2 separate regions of the Mus musculus genome follow, and region 1 is linked to region 2. Evidence: chromatin contacts called from public Hi-C data. All regions are on one chromosome and are shown on one strand. Each heading gives the region's core, a stretch centred on a gene start, on an enhancer-like site or on the middle of the called end of the contact. The rest is flanking DNA. Distances are from core to core; before and after follow the strand shown. Region 1 holds the start of Rgmb (repulsive guidance molecule family member B). Region 2 has its middle 55 kb from the start of Rgmb.

Region 1 (6,564 bases), core at 2,390-4,889, 56 kb before region 2:
AATATCAACCAACCAGACCCCTCAGAGCTCCCAGGGCCTAAACCACCAACTAAAGAGTATACATGGCTCCAGCGGCATATGTAGCAGAGGATGGCCTTATCAATGGGAGGGGAGGATCTTGGTCCTGTGAAGGATAGATGCCCCAGTGTAGGGGAATGCTAGGGCAGTGAGGTGAGAGTGGGTGGGTGGATGGGGAAGCACCTTCATAGAAGCAGTGGGAGAGGGATAGGAGGTTTGCAGAGGAGAAACCAGGAACAATGATAACATTTGAAATGTAAATAAACAAAATATCCAAGAGAAAAAAAGAAAAAAAAATTTGATGATGAAAAACACAAGTCATATCCTTTTATTGATGGAACATCCAAGATCTAATTAGACACTTAAATATTTTAGCCTATGTGAATGAGACAGTGGGAGTGTTGAAGTTGAACTGTTATACAATATAATTGACCATAGCTAATAACAACCTGAAGGAACTCTTAAAAAAAATCACTGAGACTAGATGGTAAATATTCTCATCCCCTCCAAAACAATAAACCCTAAGCATATCAAGTCGATATTAAATTTAGGCATTCTACAATGTATACCTACTCCAAAGCATTGTGTTGTCATGATAAATATATGTAATTATCATTTCTAAGTTAAAATTTTTACATAATAGCAACACAATTTTCAAAGTTCACATTTCTCACTACTATTTATTTTCGAACAAATTTTTATTTTCTAACATGAGGAGTACTTAAACACAAAGTCATGCTGAAATGGAAACATTAATTATCCTGATTTGATCAATACATGCTGTATTCCTGTACTAAAATATCATGCTTTAATCCATAAATGTGTACAAATATTTTTTAAGAGGGGGGCTTCTTATCCTGTGTGTTGAGACACTTGTTAGAGGAAATGGAAATGTCAAACAACCTTGATTTAATCATTAAACAATATATACTTGCATTATAAGCTGTCATGTCTCTTCCCCATAAATTTGAACTCAAGGAAATTCTCCTTACTAGTTCTATTTTAAAAAGTGTATATTGCTAGTAAAAGCTAGGCATGGTTTTAGGTTTTGTTTAAACAGGAGATGAGATGTATAGTTTCTAAGCAGCACTTCATAGATGGCAGCCAGCAGGAGGCTGATGAAGGAGTGTGAAGAGACCTGAAAATGTGGGATGAAATCTTCCCTAACACCCAGGTTGACAAACGTAATTGACTGACTTGACAAGGGCTTATTGTTCCTGACGGCCCTCCATATGATGCCTTCAGAACTGAAATAAACTTTCCAGCAAAGTATCCACTCAAACCACCCAACATCACATTTAAAACAAAGATCTACCACCCTGACATTGATGAAAAGGGGCAGATCTGTCTGCAGGTAATTACTGCTGAAAACTGGAACCTAGCCACCAAGACTGGCCAAGCAATTCAGCCCCTGGCAGCACTGGTGAACAGCCCCAGCCTCCGTACCCACTCTGGGCTGACCTAGCTGAAGAATTCTCTAAGTACCGTAGAAAATTCTGTAAGAATACTTTAGGGTTTACATTTTTAAAAAAAATGGGGGAAAATCGACCTGTGGACTAAAATCTACCATAACCTGGTGCAGTGTATTCAGATACCCCACAAAGCACAAATCTGGAAAACTGACATGTGCCACCAACCGGCATCTGTGTGTGACAGTTACCAACTTTCTACAGTTTTCTTAATCAAAAATGGTCTAGGTAACCTGTAAAGAAGGATTAGAAAATTCAGATGATCTAAGAAAAGAAAGAAAGAAAGACAGACAGACTAGCACGTCATGAAATTTCAGCCTTTTTGTGCATTAATTTCAAAAACTCTACAAGGAAATAAGGCACAGATGACCACAGAGGGGACTAAAGCCCAAGCTTTCAAAGTGGGACAAAAAAAAAAAAAAAAAACGAGACTGTGGAAAAGTTAAATGTATCATTTAAATAAATACAAGCTGAGGCGATTTGCATAACAATTGGCATCCATTTTTGCATCGGCCAGTATTATGGAAAAGGGGATTGTGATGATTTGTGTCTGTGTTTATGTGAAGTCTAGCTAGCTGTGCAGAGGAGTGAAGAACTGGGCTGCATCAGAAGTCGCCTTCTGAGCTGACTCTCTGGATTTCCTTTGAACTCGTTTTCAACATTATGCTATGCAGCAGCTTGTCTTTGTGTTGGTAGAAGGAGAAGGAAAAACACAGGAGACTAGGCTTTAGTTTCTAAATTAAAGCTCTGCTGGGCTGATTGCTCAAGTGGCTTTTCAAAGGCAAAACAAGTGGGGACATTAAAATTCCTGTTTCTGTAGGACCACTAACTGAGCCCAACACCACCACCGCCACCTTTTGTTGTTGTTGTTGTTGTTGTTGTTGTTGTTGTTGTTCTCAATACCAAATAGAGCAGGTTCCAGTGTATCTTACAGACACCTTAAACGGACTCAAGGTATTTTTGTTTGGTTTGGTTTGGTTTGGTTTGGTTTGGTTTTCTCCCCAATTTGATTGGTATTTAGAGAAGATAACGGAAAATGAAATGCAAAAATCCAGACAGGGAATATGACGAGGGGTCTTTTGTTATTGAATTTCTGAACCTGGGAGTTCTGAGTCCTCAACCTTCCACATTTTTCTTGATAGTGAACCCAAGGTTCAGAAGTTAAACCCTCGAAGTCCCGCCCTTTTTTATACTACCCTATGCTGCCCCTACCGTTAGATGGAGAAACTGCAGGTAAAGGTTAGTGGAGAGAAGGCGATCTGGGGAGGATAAGGATTAACTAACTACCTGAGCCCAGATGCTTAGAGTTTTGTCTTAACTAAAGAAAACAAAACAAAACCGCACTCTTGTTCTAGAATGAGTGAGCTGCCGCTAACTATCTATGAAGCTCAAGAATCACCCTGGAGGTCTTTAATGATAAAATATTAAACTAAAAATAAGCCAGAAATTACAGGTTTATTTTTCACTAAACAGACAATTGAAATACATGGTACAAAAATAAGTGGTAAGATTATTGTAAATTGAAAAATGGACAGAATAAATATTCAATTTAATTTTCCATCTATGAGAATTTCACAATAAAATCATAATTTACTTTGTATTATTAAAAAAAAAAAAAAAAGAATCACCCTGGAGAACATAGCTCGATCTCCCCTCCCCCATCTCCTTCCACGGGATGCAAAGGACGTCGTCCTGAAACATTTCCTGAGCCAGTTCTTTTACAATACACTTTCTCATTTGGGTCTAAGGGGTTTCTTTCTACCCTTTCTCTCGACGTGAAGCCAAGTCATATTGGCACCTCAGGTGGACAGGAACGATAACCCTCTTGTGCTCGCACACGTCCAGAGGACCATCCCTGTCACCTCCTTCACAGTTACACGCAGTAGGAAGACCCTAGAGGATAGTTGGAGGGACGTGCTTTTGAGGGCACTGATGGACAGCTATAAAAAGCGAGGAGAAAAATCGAGGGGAGGGGGGTCTGTTGCCGTCGTGGCGGCGCGGAGTGCGAACACCGCACGCGTCCGGCTGACAACAGGCAGAGCCCGCAGCAGGACCGTGATGAGCCGGGTGGGTAAAGGCAGCGCTGCGGGCCCGGAGGGCGGCGCAGAGGGCGGCGCTGGCGGCGTGAAAGGCGCCTTTGTGCAAGCCGGTGTGTAGGACCGCGGGAGAGGAGAGAGCAGGACCTGGAAACGGGGAGAGGCGTACCACGCTCCCTGCCGTCGGGTCTCCAGCAGGACAGTAGGGTAGAGCGGTGGACTGGGGACCGGCGCTGCAGAGGTTGTCTGCCTCTGTGGCCGTGGGGCAGGGGTGGGAAGAGAACAGTTTGGAGGAAGTTGGGGAGAGGGACCTGTCTCCCCGCCCTCTCCGCCTAGGTGACAGAGAGGCCCCGCTGGCTGGCAGGGTGCAAGCACTGCCCCGGAGCTCACTCGGGAACCGGCATCTGGAGAGCGGCCCCCGGGTGGAGCCGCCCGCCTGCCGCCCACCTGGGGCAGAGTGGCGGGCGCGGCGTGGCCTCCCTCCTGCGCCCCGGCCGCGTGGCTTGCGGCTTATTTTCCCAGCTGGCAAGCGTCGCGCTGCAGACAAGGGAATGCCTGTGGTGAGTTGTTTATTTTGTTGAAGTTTGCGGTGGGCCCGGAGGACGGTGGGGGGGGGGCGAATAGCAGGCAGCGGCCGGGACTGTTTTGTTTAGGTCTTGGTCCACCTGTGTGGTATAAATCTGCCAGGCTCCGGGCTGTGGGGTCCAGGGTGAGAAAGCCCTGGCGTTCCAAAAGCTCCTGGCCACGTTTAATTTGCAATGCCTGGAACCGACTAGAGTCTAAGGAAGGCTGCTCCCCAACCCCCAGCTTTCCGTAGACGCTTCCCCTAAGGGACAGTCGCCTCCTATGACCTGGGAACAGCTGGCCACTGAAGTTTCCCCATTCCCTTCCCCATTCCTCGGGGGTAATGGAGCTGAAGCTTTAATGTGAGAGGAGCCCAAGAAAACAGAGACAAACTTATCGTGGGGGCGGGGGTGGTGTGAAGTTCGTTCAGGGGTGTTGGGTCGGACTGCTTCTACAAACTGGGATCCTGTGTTGGCCAATTTCCCAAACTAGACTGGTGAAAGGCTGGCTGGCTCCTGAGGGAGCCCATAGGAACCCCTGGGGCTGATGTTAGTACAGCCTCGGCTTCGTTTGCCTGGAAGAAAAGCCTAAATACATTAGTGAGAGGGTAAAGCTTTTAAGGCCTTCTTGGGAGTGAGTGGCTGGCTAATGAGAGGTTAATTTTGTTTCGAAGGGAAGGCTGTGCTGGTTTCCTGAGATAAATGGACAGGAAGCACATTACCTCCAAGCACTGGCAAGCGGCTCCCAAATGCTTTTTGCACCTGCCGCTTCTAGCCCTGAGAGCCAGAAGCGAGCCCTACTGGAGTCTGTTAGGGATCAAGGGGCCGGGGATGCAACCCCTTGCACTCTCCGTGGTCTCTCTCTCTTTCTCCAGGGGCTCAGCGCTCACACGGAGCCCTGGGGCTCTTCTCTTACACCTAGGTCCTGCGTGTTCCGGAGCTCGGGGGCATCCTGATCCCGCTGAGCCCCTTCCAGGTGCAGAAGGGTTAACAATGATGTAAGTACAAGCCAGGCGCTACATGCTGCTGGACTCTGGGCTATTCCAGCCCCTTATTTTCAAACACTGTGGAGCAACGAGCAGCAGGGGAGCCCTTACTCCGGAATGGGTTACACAAATAGCTTATTGCAGACTTCTCTGTCCTGGGTGAGCTGTTAAGCAGAGACCCTCATGTTAGGTTTCTGGGTTTGGAGATACAGTACCTGGGGAACAGTTAAGACACTATGTAAGGATTTGGGAAATGAAACTGCATCATGTTTAGAATCTATTAACGTTTCTGGCATCCGTTTTAATTACCCAATTGCATGCCCATGGTGTAGTATGCTTTGCTGGGTCTCTTAGATGCACTGTTCTGTTCTCACCACTCCTCGAAAACAAAGGGGAAGAGAGAAAGAATGCAGATGGCAAGACACAAGGTGGATTTGGGGGTTGCTCAAGTTTCCAGTCATCTCACTTTTTTTCCTAATTAAAATGTAAAACTTTTATAATCCTCACATTTGTTCTAGCTTCCTCCCTGGGTTTTTCTTTGTCCCGTCCCAAATTCTGCTTTAACCTGATGCATGGGAGCTTTGACGAGTGGCCACCCTATAACCAGCCATTCAACATGCTCTTGGTTTCCAAGCTGATTTCAAATCTTGCTAACTAACATCCAGATTCACCCCAGACTGTATCAATGAACCCGATGTCATGAAAATAGGAACCACCTTGTACTTTATTTTTAAAAAAAATAGCATTTTCCTCTAGCAGCTGAACACTTCGCTGTAATAAAAAGTGAATTGTTAGGCATACATGTCTTAAGCTTGTCAAATTTTACAACAGAGGTGCAGTAAAACACCTTAAAGATGATTCTCCTCCCCCACCACCACCACCCCAGTTTTTTTTCCTTGATATCAGGATTTGAAGCAACTCGAGGGTGCCCTCTACTGATAAGAATATCTAGACCCCCTTGTATTTAAAATATATATATATATATATATATATATATATACATACATATATACACACAAGATAGTGCAGAAAAAGCGAAGTCATCAGCAGAAAGACTCCAAATTGAATGTACTGATCTTTAACCTTTTGTTTATATGAGATGTAATGATAGCCTAATGTACCTTTGGGGATATAATTAAATATTGAGGTAAGAAAACTCTACACTTTGCTGTTAATCAGCTATCTAAAAGCACTTAAAATCTTTGTATAAGAACATTTTGCCTGCATGTGTGTCTGTGCACCATGTGTGTGTTTGGTGCCTGTGAACGTGAAGGGGTCTCGAATCCCCTGGAACTGGAGTTACAGACTATCGTGAGTTGCCGGTGGGCATTGAGAAGTGAACCTAAGGTCTTTTGGGAGAGCAGCCACTGCTCTTAACCACTCAACCATCTCTACAGCTCCAAGCTAAAAGAACTTTTAAGAAGAGCATCATGTGATCACTCTTTAAAAGAAAGATGCTTATTAATATTTTCTGAACTGTGTTTCGTCTATT
Region 2 (6,889 bases), core at 3,793-6,292:
AAAACACATGAAGCTCGGGAAGAAAGAAGACCAAGGTGTGGATACTTTGCCCCTTCTTGGAATTGGGAACTAGGCACCCATGGAAGGAGCTACAGAGACAGAGTTTGGAGCTGAGACGAAAGGATGAACCATCTTAGAGGCTGCCATACCCAGATATCCATCCCATAATCAGCCTCCAAACGCTGACACCATTGCATACACTAGCAAGATTTTGCTGAAAGGACCCTGATATAGCTGCCTCTTGTGAGGCTATGCTGGGGCCTAGCAAACACTGAAGTGGATGCTCACAGTCAGCTATTAGATGGATCACAAGGCCCCCAATGGAGGAGCTGGAGGAAGTACCCAGGGAGCTGGGGGGATCTGCAACCCTATAGGTGGAACAACAATATGAAATAACCAGCACACACACACACACACACACACACACACACACACAGAGCTCGTGTCTCTAGCTGCATATGTATCAGAAGATGGCCTGGTCGGCCATCAGTGGAAAGAAAGGCCCATTGGTCGTGCAGACTTTATCTGCCTCAGTACAGGGGAATGCCAGGGCCAAGAGGTGGGAGTGGGTGGGGGGGGGAGGGTGTGGGGGACTTTTGGTATAGCATTGGAAATGTAAATGAAATAAATACCCAATAATAATAAGAAAAGGAAAGGAAAGGAAAGGAAAGGAAAGGAAAGGAAAGGAAAGGAAAGAAAAGAAAAGAAAAGAAAAGAAAAGAAAAGAAAAGAAAAGAAAAGAAAAGAACACTGTTGAGAGGAGAGGCCCTTGGGCCTGAGGGTGCTTGATGCCCTAGTGTAGGGGAATGCTAGTGTAGGAAGACGGGAGTGGATGGGTGGGTGAGCACCCTCATAGAAGCAGGGTGGGGGATGGGATAAGGGTTTTCTGAAGGAGAGGCCTGGGAAGGGGAAAATATTTGAAATGTAAATAAAGAAAATATCCAAAAAACTGAATGTACATGGGGGAGTGATGAATCTCAAGTTGCACTTTTTCTATAAAAACTGCCATTGGAGACTGGAGAGATGGAACTGAAGAAATGGCCCAGTGGTTAGGAACATTGGCTGCTCTGACAGAGGTACTGGGTTAGATTCCCAATGCCCACATGGCAGTTCACAGCTGTCTGGAACTCTAGTTTCTGAGAACCCAATACCTCCTTCTGGCCTGCACAGGCATTAGACAGGCAGACACTCATACAGAATAAAATAAATAAACCTAAAAGCTTTACTCAAAATTGATTCACGGTGGATCAATGCCTCAAAATAAAACCTGAAGTAAAAGCACAAGAGATGTTTCACCAAATCACAAAAAAGTGATTTTATTATTAGTATGTGTATGTTTTATGTGTATATATATGTGTCCTGTGTGCGTGCCTAGCAATCACAGAGGCTAGAAGAAACTGGATCCCCTGGGGCTGGAATTACAGATGGATGTGAACTGCCATAGGGAGGCTGGCAACCAAACATGGGTTCATAGCCAGAGCAGTAAGTGCTCTTAACCACTGAGCCACCTCTCTAGTCTCCTAATTGTTTTTTGTTTTTAATTAAATCACACAACCCTACTAGATAAAGCAATCGACAGGAAGGAAAAGAGCCCAGCAGGGGGCATTATTACACTATTTGACTTCAAAATACGCTAACGAACTGAAATAACCAAAATAGCACGGTGCTGGTGTAAATGCAGACCAGTAAAACAAAACAGAGAGTATTCAAGTCAAGCCATACACCCGCATCAACTGGATCTTAAACATGTGCATACAACATACGTCAGAAACAAGAGGCCAAGGGCTGGATATCCATATGCAGGAAAAGAAAAAGAAACAAAAAAATCACCTCAAAGTACAGTAAAGCCAGGCACACTGATACCTCTAGATAACACTGGGAAAATGGTTCAGTACACCAGTGTAGGAAAGGATGTTTTATTTGTTTTTTGTTTGTTTGATATGATTCTAAGAGCAAAGAGAATGAAAGCCAGGTAGACAAATGGGATGGCATCTGACCAAATCCTCTGCATAGCACAGTAAAGAGCTGGTGTCTCCAGGAACGGCTGCTCACACACTTGAAGCTGTGGCCCTACCCAGAGTGAAGAGACTACGTGGATGATGGGAGGAAGTGTCTGCAAACCATACACATAAAACATACACGTTAGCATTCAACATATAGAAAGATGTGGGAAGCCACATGTGCCGTTGCTGAGTGGCACTGACTACTGCCGGCCACCACGCATAAGATTGGACAAACAACCAATGTGTACATATGCAGGAAAGTTTTTTGCAAAAACACTGCCTGGCCCAGGCATGATAATGAGGTTCTGTAAGGCACTAAGAGAGTAGCCAATCGGATGTGAGACATGCAAATGAGATATGATAATGAGGCTCTGTGAGGTACTGAGAGAGAGTAGCCAATCAGAGGAGGAACATGCAAATGAGGCTTAGTGCATAACCAATCCGGGTATGAGACACGCCTCTCCTAGGCCTATAAAAGCAGCACCAGTTCTGGGCTCGAAGTCTTTTCGCCTCTGCAATCAAGCTCTCCCAATAAACGTGTGCAGAAGGATCCTGTTGCAGCGTCGTTCTTGCTGGTCAAGTCGAGCGCGCGCAAGAGAAAGAACCTCAAAAATCAATAGGAAACAAAATATGACCTAATTTAAAAACACATAGTGGGCCTAATTAGACACATCTTCAAAACCATAAATGACCAAATAGTGCGCAGAAAAACGTTCCGCATCACTCATTAAAGAGAACTACAAAACCAAACCTCAGTGAGATATCACTATACCTTAGTCATTATACCTTAATCAGACTAGCTAGTAGTAAAGAAGCTAAAGCACTGGGGAGGGTATGGAGACAGTGGTACCACGATATGCTGTTGATAAAAAATATAATCCAATTATTTCACCAGATAGTATATAGTCAGAGGAAAAAAATCGTTATGTTAAAGAGATACCCACATGCCCAAGTTCTCTGCAGCATTTATTCACAATAACCACAAAACAGAAATTCAGAACTGGATAGCAGACCGGGGGGGGGGGGGGAGGGTGGGGAAAGGCAGTATACATAACTGATGGCATACTATTCCCTCATAGAATGATGAATGTCACTTATGACATTGATGGCAATGAGGCATATACTAAGATAAGACAGGCAGAGCCAAGCAAGCACTGTATCTCCTTTGTGTGGGGATCTAAAGGGCTAGTTTCCAAGAGCGAGTGGTGGTTATGGGAAGCCAGGCAGAGTGGGGGCGGGGAGGGAGGTGAGAGAAGCAGTGAACTAGGTCACACTGAGACAAGAGCAGGGAGTTCTGGTGTGCTCTTACCCAGCCCAGTGACGACTACAGCAGTGTAATGCTTCAAAAGACATGAAAGGAGATTGTTATACACACACACACACACACACACACACACACACACACAATCCGTCAGGGTATGTTTATCTTTATTTAAAGCGCCAATAGATAGTTCTAATACAATGGTCACAAAGATGGTCTGAGTTAACTAAAGGGGATCATAAAACCAACCCTGAAGTCAGGAATCTGGGAGTAGGAATGAACTGGGGTTGACAGAAAGGGAGATAATAGAGTATGTGTGTGTGAGTAATCAGAATTCTCTCTCTCTCCTCTCTGTCTCTCTCTCTCTGTCTCTCTGTGTGTGTATGTGTGTGTGTGTGTGTGTGTGTGTGTGTGTATGTGCACACACGTGCATGCGCACCCATCAAATAACATGAAAACTTCCAAAGATTCTTGCCCACATGACCAAGCTGAAAACTTGTATAAAACAATTTGCAGAAGGAGCTCATAGAAATGTTACTCCTCTTCACCGGAAACAAAGCAGCCTCTTGTTGGGCGAGCAGCGCACCCACAGCAACGATATCACCAGCAGTTAGAGGGAATGAGCAAAACTAGGCATGGCCGCACATGCGTTTAGTCCTAGCACTTGGCTGATGGAGTCAGGAGGATCAGAAGTTCAAGGCTGTCCTCAGCATGGGCCATGTGAAGTGAGAGTCCATTCCACCCCCAGCCAACCTCCCCCACGATTAACAAAGAAAGAAAAAAAAAACAGAAAACAAACAAACAAACAAAAACCCCAAACCAGCATGAACTACTAACACGCAAAGCATAAAGGAGTCTCAGAAACATGTTGTCGGGCAAAGGAAGTGAGATGGAACGAGTGCACCCAGTGGTCTCACCTAGTTCAAATCCTAGCAAAGACAAGTCTAAGCTAGTGTAACTTGAGGCAGATCAGTGTGTAGTTTCCTGCCAATTTAGAAGGAGGGCTAGTTGGGAAGGGGCACAGGGAAAACTTTCAGAGGGATAAAAATATTCTGCATCATCACTGTAGCAGGATACCATTGCCAGAGCTCACAGAGTAGACATTTATAATGCTCTATGTATATATTTTTTGTAAGTAGAGTTTCAGGATAAAGTTGACAAAAAAGAAAAACAAAAGAACAATTTAAAGTGTCACTTCTTAGAACATGGACAATTTACAAAAGAATGTTCCTCTCATCCAAGAAAAAAACAAAAAAAAAACTAGAGAATTATAATAATTTTTAACTCATGACAGCAAAGATTACCAAGCAATGAATCCCAAAGAGTGACGAAGCTCTCTAAGGGGAGCTGGAAAACACAAATCGTGTATTAGAAGTAAAGCAGACAGGGACAGTTACATCACAGTGAATACTTATAGGCCCAGTGTGATTGGCAGCCATCCTGCACGCACACTGCTGTGGCAGGAAACTGCTCACTAGAAAGACAATGATCTCTGTGTACCCAAACAGTATGAATTACCAGCTTCTGATTGCTCAACATCACCAATAGATTCCAGTGCTCAGGCAAAAGCAAGTACTGTGCGGTCATCAATACAGCACAGCAAAACACCACCTAACGGCTGCAGAGACTTCACAAATTCATACATGGGGCTAGATGGGTAGGCATGGGACAGGCCTTTAATTCCAGCACTTGGGAGGCAAAAGGAGACAGATCTATACAAGAGTTCCAAGCAAGCAAGGGCTATATAGTAAGACCCTGCCCCACCCTAACTGCCCAATCCCCACCCCACAAAAAGAGGAAGAGAAAATAAATGTGTAGCAAGGCCAGAGGTCACAGTCATTCTTAAAAACAAATGTTTTATGAAATCTTAAAAGTTGCAATTATGTAAGATAAACATCTAACAACACATACAAAAAAAGAGTAACACCACAATGAAAGAAAATCTTAAAAATAATGGGGATCAATATTCCTGAGTTGGAAGTTTTTGTCCTGAGACTATTATTCCCCGATGTAATTAATCTCCACTGAAATCTCAGCATGCTTTTGGGAGAAATTGGTCAGCTGCCTATAAAATGTGAGAGCAAAGAATTCCTAAGAATCAGAGTATTTCTGAAAAAGTACACAGGACTTAACATTTGTAAACTTGGAGCTTATCACCAACAGTAGTGAAAACAGAAGGTGCCATTGGCATACAGACATAAATACAAATGAACAGAGCCACGCAGTGAACTTAGCAATAGCTCAGTACATCCACGGACACCTGGTCTCATGAGACTGAAAATGAGATTCAGTGCTCAGCAAACTGAAAAAAAAAAACATGTCTAGTCAAATAGTACTATTTCTGTAATAAATTCATAGAAAATCCAGCCGTTGCTTGGTGTCTGTTTTACACGTGTAAACTAATATTCTAACCATTTGGTACTTCCATGTTTCACTTCCTTATATAGACCATAGCGTGCATAGAACACTGTGTCTGCTAAAATGAGGTGAGTATTTTCAGCATGGTGCCAATTTTATGTCAACAAAAAATTAAAATTCCTCAAAAAAAAAAAAAAGATGCACAGTAATGTCCCACGCCTTTAATCCCAACACTCGGGAGGCAGAAGCAGGTGGATCTCTGACCTTGAGGCCACCCTGGTCTACAGAGCTAGTTCTAGAACAGTCAGAACTACACAGAGAAACCTGTCTCAAAATACAATAGAAAGAAGAAAGAAAGAAAGAAAGAAAGAAAGAAAGAAAGAAAGAAAGAAAGAAAGAAAGAAAGAAAGAAAGAAAGAAAGGAAGGAAGGAAGGAAGGAAGGAAGGAAGGAAGGAAGGAAGGAAGGAAGGAAGGAAGGAAGGAAGGAAGGAAAGCTTGTTTCTACAAAAGTCATTCACTGGAGAAAACATAATTTCAATGGAACTAAATGTTTTCTTCCAAATACCGATAAGTGAACATTTAAAAAATTTTAACCAAAAGTTATCTACAGATATTGGGACTGCTGTCCATTGCCTGCTTCCCTCCACATATCTTATATCCAATGCCCTAGGAAAGAATAAAGATCTGTTTGAGTTGCAGTATGTTTGATAAAGATATCTATTAATTTCCGTACCAATTCAGAAACATCTAAAACTGTTTTGCTGAGTAATGAATCACTAAAAATTTTTACCAAGGTACCTTCATATTTAGATGAAGCCATTAAATCTTAAAAAACTTTCAATACGATTAGTTGCTTTTGTAAACTCCAAGCCTTACCTCTTTAAAGATACTATATATAACCACAAAAGCTAAAGGAAATTTTCTAGCCAAAGTTACTTGAGTGCAGATAAAACTACCTAAACATGAGCTGAAAACTGGTATGCCAAACGGATGGGGAAAGCCCAGCAGGCCTCAACCCTACACAAAGAACTACAGGCAGCTAAGGCAGCTGAGAGTGGGAGAGGGTCTTCCTCAGGGAGGAGCATGCCAATTGGTTTTCCAAATGGTCAGCCTTGAAAATATACATACAGTTAACAGTGTACAGTCTGAGCAGGCTATATTTAGAAATGGAAACACACACACACATTCATATAACAATAAAAAACCCTGAGGCCATGAAACAGACCAAGGAGGGGTATATGGGAATAACATTACATTTGGAGGGAA

What was found. A called contact is a pair of places that touch in the nucleus more often than the background predicts.
Region 1: a contact with region 2 is called in a Hi-C map of bone marrow-derived macrophages, with 2.6 times the contacts expected there. The contact joins the promoter of Rgmb here to the enhancer-like site in region 2. A contact is called at or near these places in 1 of 39 promoter capture datasets (the 3T3-L1 cell line), 3 of 484 Hi-C or Micro-C datasets (bone marrow-derived macrophages, germline stem cells and nephron progenitors), 4 of 115 datasets of contacts at active chromatin or transcription factors (embryonic stem cells, microglia and neural progenitor cells) and 3 of 9 other capture datasets (adipose tissue, liver and pancreatic islet).

What each region holds. Positions count from the first base shown.
Region 1 is chr17:15,828,140-15,834,703 of GRCm38.p6, reverse strand. It overlaps Rgmb (repulsive guidance molecule family member B), which reads left to right and starts at 3,639. Exons shown (of 5, transcript NM_001372257.1): 1 at 3,639-4,083; 2 at 5,009-5,084. The coding sequence starts at 5,080. It also overlaps the pseudogene Gm3292.
Region 2 is chr17:15,772,909-15,779,797 of GRCm38.p6, reverse strand. No RefSeq gene overlaps it. Among named protein-coding and RNA genes, the nearest start is that of Rgmb, 55 kb to the left of the region's middle. Within about 2 kb of position 5,042, at least 46 of the 459 cell types and tissues checked have an H3K27ac peak or open chromatin away from gene starts, as enhancers often do. A contact at or near this core is called in adipose tissue and bone marrow-derived macrophages, where this site is marked.